2 separate regions of the Zea mays genome follow, and region 1 is linked to region 2. Evidence: chromatin contacts called from public Hi-C data. All regions are on one chromosome and are shown on one strand. The core of a region is the stretch at or near the end of the contact, and the rest is flanking DNA. Distances in the headings are between cores, read along the strand shown.

What was found. A called contact is a pair of places that touch in the nucleus more often than the background predicts.
Region 1: a Hi-C map of endosperm shows a contact between it and region 2, with 2.3 times the contacts expected there. The contact joins the promoter of LOC103641584 here to the promoter of LOC100191440 in region 2. A contact is called at or near these places in 8 of 25 Hi-C or Micro-C datasets (bundle sheath, ear, endosperm and 4 more).

Annotation. Positions count from the first base shown.
Region 1 is chr10:112,275,333-112,281,869 of Zm-B73-REFERENCE-NAM-5.0, forward strand. LOC103641584 (farnesylated protein 3) reads left to right here and starts at 2,250. Exons shown (of 5, transcript XM_008664923.4): 1 at 2,250-2,950; 2 at 3,092-3,341; 3 at 3,680-3,924; 4 at 4,052-4,139; 5 at 4,261-5,089. The coding sequence starts at 2,942. The coding sequence ends at 4,817.
Region 2 is chr10:112,094,995-112,101,463 of Zm-B73-REFERENCE-NAM-5.0, forward strand. LOC100191440 reads left to right here and starts at 1,976. Exons shown (of 1, transcript NM_001136873.1): 1 at 1,976-4,219. The coding sequence starts at 2,106. The coding sequence ends at 3,731.

The DNA of each region.
Region 1 (6,537 bases), core at 1,000-3,499, 180 kb after region 2:
CTAATTTATATACTCGTGACTTTTGCTAGGTGCTACACGTATGTGGATTTATATGCAATCTGTGAAGGTAGTCGATGCATATACGGATGAGGCAGCAAGTAGTACTGGGCCTCCGAGTGAGCCATGGGCCTATAAGGCCAGAGATTCCCCTGGCGATGGAAGGAAAAAAGCTACGGTTATAGGATGGACTTGCAGCAGTTGGGTTCGGCACAGAGGACAGCAGAGGACGAGGGCTGATTCCCAGTCCCAGAGCAGCATCTGGTTGGCGCCGCGGCACGCGCGATTGGCTCTTGTCATTGTCCACACAACCCATTTTCAATTTCGCAAGATCGATGTATAGAATTATGTATAAAAGAGATGTTTTTTTCTTCTTTTTTTCATTCAAAAGCTGTCTCCAACCGGCCATGCAAAGTAATATTTTACAACTATCTGTTCGAAGAGTTTAAGTTTAAAATAAAAAATGAGATAAGGATCATAATGCCGGTTAATCAAGGCAACTCACCTTGCCTTGCCTCGTCTCTGAAATTAACCACATCCGCAAAGCAGCTGGCTGGCTCTGTGCCCAATCTGCACGACGATCTCCTGCATTTATACCATATATCCACGCATGGTACGTACGGACGGTGTATGCTACCAGCAGTCTCTTGAAGAGGGCTTCTGGGTGGTAATGACCGGTAAATCTTAGACTATAAGCTGTCTCCATATTTATCCTCTATATTTATCCTCTATATCTGTCCTTTACAGTCTCCTCTAAAAGATTTCATCCTCTATATCTCATTTCTCTCCAACAACGTCCTCTAAATCACGTCCTCTATACTCAAATACTCATATTAAAGACATTTTTTAATTTTATTTTTTGTACATACGTATTTATCATACTCTCAAATGTATTGTACATATTTTAGTTTTGCTAAACCGGTTATTTAAAGTAGTCAAATGGATAGAGGACCGTTTAGAGAAACTCTTATAGATCAAGCATGCATACATAAGAGGGCTTCTGGGTGGTAATGACCGGTTGATCGTAGATACTACTCGTTCCATCCTAAATAAGTTTGGACATAACCTATGTCCAATAAATATATAGCAAATTAAGACTACGTATCTAATAGATCAAGCATGCATACATAAATTTAGAATAGATTGGAGGGAGTAATAATTGGCTGTTTCGATATAAGGCAGTGTTTGGTTGAAGAGCCAAGTAGAACGGAGCCGTTCTGTCCCAGTTTTATTGTTGTTTGGTTACAAAGTAAATAGAACGGAATGGCTCCAATTAGGGAATATTCTCCTCAGATCCGGAATCATTCCGCTCCAAAAAATCAACCGGATGGAGCCGCTCCGTTCCTATCCCGCTCTCACAGTCACGCTCTGTTCCGTTCACTCTACAACCAAACAAAAAACAGATTCGTTCTGTTCCAGATTACCAAACACAGAACAGAGCGGCTCCGTTCCTAGAATTATGGATGGAATGACGTTCTACTTGGCTCCTCAACCAAACACTACCTAAACGAGCCGGGTCTAGCTATTTAATTTGTTTGCTGGATATTTGAACTAGTTAGATACATACATGCATGCATCCCACCAGTGACCAAAAACAACAGTATCGTCCCACCTAGTGCTGAATGAATCTGCGTGCGTACCAGATAGCTTGTGTGCTATCTACATCTTCTTCTTCTTCTTTTTCTCCTTTCGTGTCTGCACGATCGATGCATGCATGGCAGACAGCTGGTTGGTGGAGATACATGTGTGTTGATGAGTCATGCTTATTAGCCTGGCGAAGCAATACTAGAGCAAAAGACATAAACCGACGATGTGCTTTAGTTAACGTAATGCTTAGTAGCGTGTGGCGAGAGAAGGAAACGACGCACAAACTAAAGGCACTTTCTACACAAAATACGACGTGGCGAGATAACGCGGCGCGTCCTCGCCAGCAAAGCCTAGATAGATAGATAGATAGATAGATAGATAGATAGATAGATAGATAGATAGATAGATAGATAGATAGATAGATAGATAGACGCTGCAGCTGCAAAAAAAAAAGTCACTTTGAGAAATAAACCGACCGAGCAAGTCACGTGGCAAGGAAGCCTCCGTGCATATTTTGTAGGTTTGTGTCACCCAACGGGGGCAGTACTGTGGCGTGTGCAAACCTATCTGAAGCAAAAAAAAAAAAGTCACCCCATGGTACAAAACAAACATGGTACCGCAAAATCGTTGTTATCTTTTTCGTCCTCTTAAAACTAGCTTAGTAAGGCGAATATTTGGCCTGGCATCCCTGTGCTTGCATCCAAACGTACCCTTGATGCCTGGCACTCTCTGGCAGGCAAGTGCGCATGCCTACGAGCGCACAAAGAGCCCTAGAAAACTGAAGTCTTGCGGAGTAGTACATCGCAGTAATACATTCGGCTTGTTCGCTGCGGCTTGCTGCGGCTGCAATCCGGCTGCGGCTGCGGCTTCTACAGTATTTTTCTCTCTATGGATTGCAGCTGCAGCAATCCAAACAGCTGCAACAGTGTCGGCTTGTAGCCAGCCGAACACGCCCATTGACTCACAGAATCCGCAGGCCCTCCGTGCAGTAATTTCTTACAGCTACCTATACGTACACGGCGGTGCAGGGTGCTCCCAGAAGAATACAGTGTGCTACGGCACTCTACTTCCCAAGAGAGAGTGAGAGGGCGGCAAGGGAGGGACGTGGAGAGAGAGGAAGAGATGCCGAACGAAATCATTTCATTTTCCGTGCGGATCTTGCGGGCCTCCGTGGCTGGCGGCGCCTACCACCAGACACCCGCTAGGCCGCTACATAAGGCGAGCCCCCCATCCCCACTTGCTGCCCCCTCAATCCCTCATAGTCAGTCATAGAGCGAGAGGAAGAGGCGCGCGTGGGTGCAGTGCAGACGTGCGGGGCAGAGCACAACAGCAGCGGATCCGGGGAGGGAGGGAAGCCATGGGCGAGGTGAGTTCGGCCGTTGTTCCCGTCTGGGGCGGGAGCCGAGGACGGACGGCGCTTCCCATCTCCTCCCGCCGGGCGTCCGGTCGGGTCGGCCGTCTCGTCTCATCCTGACGCTAGCTTCGTACTGCCGTTGCCTGCTTGCAGGAGGCGGCCAAGAAGGAGGAGGTGGAGAAGCCCAAGGAGGCCGCGGCGGCAGAGGAGAAGAAGAAGGACGACAAGCCCAAGGAAGTAGGCGGCGGCGGCGGCGGCGAGAAGCCCAAGGACGGGGAGGAGGAGGAGAAGAAGAAGGAGGACGCGCCCCCGCCTCCGCCACCGGAGGAGGTCGAGATGCGGGTCTACATGCACTGCGAGGGGTGCGCCCGCAAGGTCAAGAAGATCCTCAGGCGCTTCGACGGTAATGCTGATGCTGTCCTGTCCTCTGCTGCCCCTACCCCTCTGCTGTCCTACTACTATCTCTACGTGTCCATCGGTTTTCTTCTTTGTTGTTGTAGTATTAAACACGCGTGATTGCACGATGTGATTGAGATTTCAGAATATTCTGTCTCTCTCTCACTCTCACTCTCACTCTTTTTAAAAAAAAAATCAATCCAGATTAGGGACACTTGCTTCAAAGGTTATATTCTTGGAAGAATTAGTGTGATTCATGGCAGCTTCTCAGAGCGCCCAAGAGAATGGCACGCATCTGAACTGAAATGGAAACTGTGCTGTGCTGTGCTGTCACCACCACTGCAGGAGTGGAGGATGTGATCGCCGACTCCAAGGCGCACAAGGTGCTGGTGAAGGGGAAGAAGGCGGCCGCCGACCCCATGAAGGTGGTGGAGCGCGTGCAGAAGAAGACCGGCCGCAAGGTCGAGCTGCTGTCGCCGATGCCGCCCCCGCCGGAGGTGGAGGAGAAGAAGGAAGATGAGGCGGAGAAGAAGAAGGACGATGAGAAGAAGGCAGAGCCCGAGCCGCCGAAGCCGGAGGAGAAGAAGGAGGTGAGATCGAAAATCACAGCCTGGTGGTCTGCATTTGGCCCCCCGAAACTGCATCGGTTCCATGCTCCATGGAACAGAGGCTGATGTGAGGATTTTTCGTTTTTTTTTCTCTTTTTTCTTGTTGAAGCCGCCGGTGATCGCTGTGGTGCTGAAGGTGCACATGCACTGCGAGGCGTGCGCCGAGGGGATCAAGAAGAGGATCCTCAAGATGAAAGGTGGGTGCTCTGCTCTCCAACATAACTCCTCCACCCACCTGCTTGACCAAGAATTAACTAGTAGTCCCTGCTCTGAACCACAAATGTACGTATGTATGTATGGGTATGGCTGTGCATGCAGGCGTGCAGTCCGTAGAACCGGACCTCAAGGCGTCGGAGGTGACGGTGAAGGGCGTGTTCGAGGAGTCCAAGCTGGCGGAGTACGTGTACAAGCGCACGGGCAAGCACGCGGCCGTCGTCAAGTCCGAGCCGGCCCCGGCGCCGGAGGGCGGCGGCGGCGACAAGGCGGCCAAGGAGGAGGAGGAGAATAAGAAGGATGCAGGCGGTGCCGGAGGCGAGGAGAAGAAGGACGGCAAGGAGGAGGAAGAGAAGAAGGATGGCGGCGAGAAGAACGAGGAGAAGAAGGACGGCGGCGACGGAGACGGCGACAAGAAGGACGAGGCCGGCGACAAGGACAAGGACCCGGCCGCCAGCCTGTACATGCACTACCCGCGGTTCCCGTTCGCTGGAGGGTACTACCAGCCGCCGGCCTACCCGCCACCTCCGGGGTACCCGTACGCCTACCAGCCGGCCTACCCGCCGCCGTTCTACGCGCCGCCGCACCACCTGCACCAGCAGCAGCCCATGGCGCCGCAGATCTTCAGCGACGAGAACCCCAACGCCTGCTCCGTCATGTAGTTGTCACTCAAATGTCATGTAAAAAAAAAGAACCGTAGGACCCTGTGTTTGCGCGGGGTCCTGCCCCTGCCAGAGCGAGGGACCCTGTCTTTGCCAGAAATGCCCCTGGGCAACCAAGCTAATGGCGACTTTGTTTGAACAAAAAGTAGCAGACTTTTTTGCGGGGTTCGATTTCTCTCTCTCTCTCTTTTTCTTTTGTAATTGTAACCCTTTTTTCACCTTTCTGGACTGGTATAAAAGTAAGCCTGGACTCGTCAGTTTATGGGTGCATATGGAGGAGTATCTTTGTGTAGAATATTCTGGCTGGTACTGACTACTGCGCTTCGGACTTGTATAAAAAAAGAACTATTATTAGTTTGTTTGTTTGGATTTAATCCTTACTAGTTTCTATTAATTTTACGGTGTTTTGTCTTCTAAACTTTCTATAGATTAGAGGAATATTTAGTTTGTAGTTGACTGTGTCACGCTTTTTCTAAGATACCAAATATGCTGTACAACTTCAGCAGTCCGGCTATATGTGTAGTGTATGTATGATATTACTGCTCTGACAAGTTCAGTTTACGTTGGCAATTCTCCCACTCGCAGTTTGCATTGGAGTCTGAACTTTTTACCACGGGTGAATGATGTGAAGATTCTAGAGTCAATGTGCAGCGAGAGAGCACTGACCGTGACCGAGAGGAGGGGGAGACATCAGACAAGTGCTTGTCATGTGCATGTGGGCATGTGCATGTGATGGTCCTTTTTGTGAGTGGCCCAAAATCTGAGGTGGATTGCAGCTTCAACTTTTGGTGCTCCCCCGCCTTTTCCAACAGTGCAGCCGCAGCAGTACCAGTACATCCTGCTACCTGCCAGTGGTGGTCCTAACATATTCAAATTACTTCTTACATGTTTATGTATTCATTATTTTAAATAAAGTTCCTTCAAATTTGAATATATAAATGTTATATCATCTTAAAACAGCTACAGGTACAGGTAAATAAAGTTCCTTCAAATTTTAAATAAAGGCCCGGGACAAGATTTTAAATAAAGTTCCTTCAAATTACTTTTAATATATAAATGTTATTAATTGAACACTCAAAATATATCTAAAAATATTTATATTAAATAATAAGTAAATAAAAGGATATATATTATAATATCATCTTAAAATTTTCTTCTTACATGTTTATATATTCATTATTTTGTTGATATGTAATTGGATCATATTATTAAAATTGGGCCCTATAAATTCGAGGGCCTAGGACCCTCCTCTCTGCCTCACCCTAAGGGCCACCACTGCTACCTGCAGCTACAGGTACAGGTAAAAAAATGTGAATATTCTTTCACATCCACCATGCCAGCATCAAAGAGCTGTGTGATTCAGTCTGGTGCATTGGCATTTCCCAAAATTACGGATTCACCTGCTTGCACTGCTTTGCTTGTGATCCCATTTGTACCTACACTGACATGGGGCCTGGATAGTAGTGCGCTACTACGTACTCTCCCTCCCTCCTTCACTCACTTTTTGTTTCTTTTTTTTTTCTAAAAAACATTGCAATTACGAGGGTTCGTGCTAGCTAAACTAGTTCAAATTTAACCAACAAGATCAAGACTGTCCTGCGCTAGTGCGTGCGGATGGTTTGAGATATGGACCGTCGAACAGAATTTGGCCTTGAAAATGTACTATTTGGTGCAAGGTGCACCAAATTCATCCAATCTAATTCCAGACAGCGACCACGAC
Region 2 (6,469 bases), core at 726-3,225:
CCAGGAGGACATTAGAGCCATTTCCCGTATTGAGTGCCCTTTGTGCTGGGCTCAAACCTCCAGCTAAAACACAAATCATGGTCTCTAAATAAATTCGGCAATTATCTTTTTTTGCTTTTATACACGCGTATTTTTGTGAAACAAAGGAAAAAGTTGGAAATCCCGAGAAAGCCCCTGAGTTAGGGATTGAACCCGTTGTTTGGGGCTGCACTGTTACCAGAATTAATTTGAGGCGCCGAATAGGGGCAAAGTTCGAAACTTTTGGAGCAAACAAAAAACAGAGATGGAATAATTTATTTCCTTTTTACAGGACACACATGACCTGACCTACTCTTTTTCTACTCCTACTGCTGCTGCAGCAGCTACATTACCCTTCTCAGCACATTGCTATTGTGTATTGCAAAATTTTGGAGGCTTTGACTAAAAAAGCTTCGTTTTTTCGAGCTTGCTCCTCCCCCGAAAAAAAAATCGGGGCCCAAAAAGTTCGCAATTCTGGGGGCTCCCGTGGCCGCAGGTCCGCCCGAATTAGCGCGCCTCTCGGAGATGATCCTGCGCCGGTGAGTTCCCAGTAGATCCCTCCCGCTGTCAGCTTCTGGTTGAGGTGCGTCTCGCCGCCGGCCGCGGCCTGGCGCGGCAGATCTGGCGGGTGCCTAGGGTTTGGGTCCGGCTCGCCGGGAGTCCCCGATTCGTGGCCTCCTGGAACCGGTGGCGGCGCTGGGTTAGTTCCTTGTCTTCTTGAGGTCGTGGATCACGCGGATCGAGGCGTTTCTTGGCTCGATTCGTGCTGGGGGTTTTGCGAGGTGCTCGTGAACTGGTTTCAAGGTGCCTTCTAGGGGCTTGGTTTGTCCATTTCGCTGGGGTTTTTTTTTTTGACATGCTATTGCGGGTGGGTTCAAGATTTGTGGACTCGCGTAGAAAGTTTGGATCTTTTGTTCCACTTGCTCTTATGAAAGACACGATTTTTGTTGTGGGTATTGTTGGAGTTGCGTGATCTGCTTAGCTTAGCAGCTGCAGATCAAAGATGGAATGCTGAGTAAGGATGCTCGGGAGTCCGAATTTAGTGAAGTGAATCTCAGTGCCGCTTAGTGGTTTGATGGGAGTGCATGCTCTGTCCGAGCTGAAGTTAATACTGTGAAATGTCAGTTCTCTATGAGATAGAACTATCGATGAGTATGGTTTTACTGAAGCGCTCACTTCTAGATTATTTTGGATCTGAAATGATTAGTTCAAACGTGGTAGCTTACTTTTCTGGGACTTCTTCAGTGCTTGTTTACATACTGCTTGGTTTCTCACTTCAGTGCTCTTATTCAGTCCTTTTGTAATATGTACTGTTGCATCACAGAGTTCTTTCATTTTGATGTTGTTGTTGAGATTTCTAACCTAGTTGTACTTAACTGCAGGCAAAGGCAATGAAGATCTCTAATCTGGATGCACACTTAATCTTGTCCAGCTCTTGATCAGTTGATCTTGTGCTTTGCTGCTCCTGCTCAAGTTAATTTGTTGGCCAATCAAGTTCAGAGGCGCAGATGAGTGAGGAGTACAATATGGATGATGCCCTAAAAGCCAAAAATGTTGCTGAGACCAAGTTCCATGCCCGTGACATCAGGGGTGCTCGGAAGTACGCACTCAAGGCCCAGAATCTCTGCCCGACACTTGAAGGCATATTGCAGATGGTCTCAACGCTTGAAGTTCATCTTGCAGCTGAGTCCAAGATTGATGGAGAGAGTGACTGGTATCGGATATTGTCTCTAGGCGCCTTTGCAGATGAAGAGGAGGTGAAGAAGCAATACAGGAAGCTAGCTCTGCTGCTGCACCCTGACAAGAACAAATCAGTTGGTGCTGAGGAGGCCTTCAAACTGATCTCTGAGGCGTGGAGTGTGTTGTCAGATACTAGCAGGAAGGTGGTTTATGATGAGAAGAGAAGAAATCATTCTGTTGTCAATGTAACCAATGGTATCTATACTTATGATAAGAAGGCAAACAAGAGGGCTCGAAAGAATGCCGCTGCTGCAGCTGCTGCCGCCGCCGCTGCTGCAGCCGCAGCTGAGACTACCACTCATCCTGTTGGGGTTGATACATTCTGGACATCTTGCAACCGCTGCCGGATGCAGTATGAGTACCTAAGAATTTATCTTAATCATAACCTGCTGTGCCCAAATTGCCATAATGCATTCTTGGCAGTGGAGACTGGGTTCCCATGCAACGGAAGCAGTTCATCATTCTCCTGGTCAACCAAGCAGCAGCCACAGCAGAACCACAATTCAACCAAGCATTCATATGGCTCAACAAGCAGGACTTCTAGCATCCCTGGGACAGGGCATGGGGGGTACCAGCAAGATAATGCTTATGATTCCTACAACAATCAAGGCTTCCAGTGGAATCAGTACTCCAAGACAACACCTGCAGCTGGTACCAATGCTTATGGTACACATGCCTTGGAGAAACAGAGAAAGAAGCATGATGAGAGCTACAGCTACAACTATTCTGAAAGCGGCAACTTATATGTCCATGAGAAAGCTGCTTCAAGGCGTGGTCGCTTCTCAAAGCGGAGAAGGCATAATTACGATACTTACACTACTGTGGATTTTGGTGGCGATAACAAAGAAACAGTTGCCGCAAGCACAGAACCAACTGCTGTTTTCACTGATGTGGGACGGGTCAACGGTACTTCAGCGGAAAGGTTTAGATCTGCAGTGAGTGGAAGAAGAGCAAATGTTCTTGGTGAGATTACCCAGATTGATACACGAAGTCTACTTCTTGAGAAAGCCAAGGCAACTGTCCGCAAAAAATTGCAGGAGTTAAACATTACATCATCTTCACGATTTGCAGAGAGAAGAGGATCTGAAGGAAAGCTAAATCCTTGTGGCAACAACATAAAGGTCAATGGTGTCCTCTCTGACAAACCTGGCAAGGGAGTCAAGCTATGTAGCTCAAGAAGCATAGAAATCCAAGTGCCTGATACTGATGACAAGAATCCAGAGCAGCGCCGTGTACCTGTGTCAATTGACGTCCCAGACCCCGACTTCCATGATTTCGATAAAGATCGAACAGAGAAGGCATTTGACAGTGATCAAGTGTGGGCTACATATGACAGCGAAGATGGCATGCCTCGCCTATATGTAATGGTTCAGAAAGTTCTTTCGATGAGGCCTTTCCGGATCCGCATGAGCTTTCTCAACTCAAAGTCAAATATCGAACTGGCACCTATAAGCTGGGTTGCCTCCGGTTTCCAGAAGACATGTGGCGATTTCAGGGTTGGGAGATATCAGGTCAGCGAAACGGTCAACATATTTTCACACAGAGTGAGCTGGACTAAAGGTCCCCGAGGCGTCATCAGGATTGTTCCCCAGAAAGGGGATACATGGGCCTTGTACCGCAACTGGTCTCCTGATTGGAATGAGCTTACACCCGATGATGTGATATACAAGTATGAGATAGTAGAAGTCGTTGATGATTTCACCGAGGAGCAAGGGCTGACCGTCATCCCGTTGCTGAAGGTTGCCGGATTCAAAGCTGTCTTCCACAGACACATGGATCCCAAGGAGGTCAGGAGGATACCGAAGGAAGGGCTGTTCCAGTTCTCACATCGAGTTCCTTCTCGTCTTCTGACCGGTGAAGAAGGCAACAACGCCCCGAAAGGTTGCCATGAGCTGGACCCCGCCGCAACTCCAGTGGACCTTCTTAAGGTTATCACGGAGCTCAAGGAAGATGCGGTGGGCGCAGACTGCTAAATAGGAGAAGGGGGCAACTCTGAACACTGAAGATAGGTAGCTGGATGTCTGGACGATCAGATCCCACTTGGTTAATGACACGGTGCAAGCACATGATGGTATCTAAAGCTCTACTACGTCATCTTATTTTTGGCTGATGACTTGGACAATACTGCCAGGGCAAGCAGCCTGCGTGACGGAGTTCTGACCCTTTTAATTCTTAGGCATTTCTAACATTTGATTTCATCTCTACACGAACTGATTAAATGGCCATTGGGAGGAGACTGCACACGGCATCATCGGTGAGGAGGTTAGTCGACGGGAGGTTGTTTACTTGTTTGTGTTGCCGCTCTGTAATGTACTGTAGGAGGCAAGTCTGAGTCGAGGGACAAGAGCTGCAAGGCTTGGCTTGCCCGTGTACCCCGCATTTGTGTACCCTGTTTTTTTACTTGTGATGTTGTATTTCCTTCGGTTTTATAGTAATTCATCGCCATGATGTTGAACCTGATAAATTGTAGACTCTGAACTCTGGTAACCATGTCGGAAAATCTAGCGGCTTTATCTAGTGGATGCTTCTGTCTTTCACCCTGCACTGTTTGGTTGGGTGCCATACTTGGACCAAATCTTATACCCAAGAATGTGATTCTGGTGTCATGTGGATTGTACCACTGCGCAGCCATGCTTGTGTATTTATTTGGTTGTGAGTTGCTGCTGCCCCTGCAAATATCCAAGTAGATATGCACTCACGGCACGGTATGATGTGATTTTCTGCTGCTTGGTAGGTGGTGTGGTAAACGAAAATACGAAGAAAACTAAGGCCATCTTTGATTGCAATAGAGTTAATAATTAGGTGGCTAAAACAATATTAGTGAAATTAGCTGGCTAATAATAACTAGCTAATTTTTAGTTGACTTAGGGGATGTATGAATGCACTAGAACTAATAGTTAGTTGACTAAAAATTGTTGTTAGAATTAGCTAGCTAACAAATAACTACCTAACTATTACTAATTTACCAAAAATAGCTAATAGCTAAACTATTAGATAGTGTTTGGATGCCTCAACTGATTTTAGTCACTAACTATTAGCTCTAGTGCATTCAAACACCCCCTTAGCCGGATAGTTAAAGATATAACTAAGGCCTCGTTTGGCAGAGCTCCGCTCCGTAATTCTCTAGCTCTAAGAGCTAATTCTCTAACAGAGTAATTCCAAATGATTCTCGAGTAGAACTGAATTTATTTGACGAAAACTGTTTGACAAATTATGCGTGAAGTGATTCCTGAGGGGTTGGAGTGTAGGGAGCATGTTGGGAGCAGCGGGAAGCAGGTTTTTTTAGCTCTCATTCTCTAGTACAAAATAGAGACTAGATTTACTTCTTCCACGATGGAGACTAGATTCACTTTACTTTATAAACAGTGCAGTCTAAATCGAGGGAGCTGTGGCGGTTCACTGTTGACATCTGCTAGCGAGGGAGCGTTGTAGCGGATGCCGTTGCAGCCTTAGGGAGCTTCTGTAGCCACCACATCAAGGGGAGGGGGCTGTCTGGCGGATGCCGCTGCGGACAGCCTAACAATGTTCGCTGTCTGCTAAGCTTTAGGGTGTGCTCGTCGTCCGATTGGCAGACGAGCTTCCGTCCTCTATTGCTGGTTCCCCCGCCTTCAATCTTCCAGTGCACTACGGCCTACGGGGAGCTCCTGGACGGTGCGGGACGAGGTGATCTTGGCATTGCTGGTCTCCAACATCAGTTTCTCCTTGTGGTCACTGGTCAGTCGACGAGTGGTCGTTCTTGGATGGCTCCAAGCTGACCGTCTGCTTTAGTTTTCAGTTTCTGGCCACCAGAAAGTGTTGAATACTAACAAAAGTTCAATTTTTCAGCTCGGTTTTGTAAGAATTACTTCAATCAAAACCGTCTAAAATCAATGCGAACACAGAATCGGCAGAGCCATTGTGATATTAGAAAATTATCACTTTCTATATTTTAAGCTCTATGGACTCTTTTATCTTCCTACACACGTAATCTACATAATACTCAGATTCTCTGCATACAGTCATATTCTCAAAAAAGTTCCTTAGGAAAAAAAACTAAACCAAACATGCATCCTCGTTGTCATGCCTAGAACGACAGACGCAGGGCAGGGTTAACAAAACCGTTGGAGGGGAAAATCGCCCCCTCCCGTTTCGGTAAATCGATGGTTTACCGGTTGCCCAATTCAAATTAAACTTAAATTTGTATCGGTTTATTGATGGAAAACCGGTGGTAAACTATTCTAAACCGTTGGTTTTCCGCGAAAGGAACTTTTTCGTTGAAAAAATAGAAAATTTTGACAGACACGGCACAACGCTGGGTTTAGATGGCACGACGCTGTAATCATCTTCAGATTCAATTTCCTCAGCATCAACCTGCTCAGCTTCAGCGGCAGGTGCATCCTCCGATACTACCAGCCCTGACCGTTTCATCACTTCAGAGATTGGAGCAGTTTCAGCACCTTCGGCGTCCTCTCCGTCGCGAGTAACCCTAGCTGTTGAGCGTACCCTAGCCATCTGATGATTGAATTTCTTGTTTTTTGACGAAGTTGAAATTTTTTTAACTTTGCCGAAGCTCTTTCTTGTTACGAAGCTTGAGCAAAATAAATAGCTTCGGTTGAGGATGCAGTAAGCAAGCTTCGGCTATGGTCAAATTTTTGGCAGCAAAACAGTGCAATAGCAATGAATGTTGTGGTAACTTCACATCTACCCGTCTGTTTATATAGTGCCGCAGGTG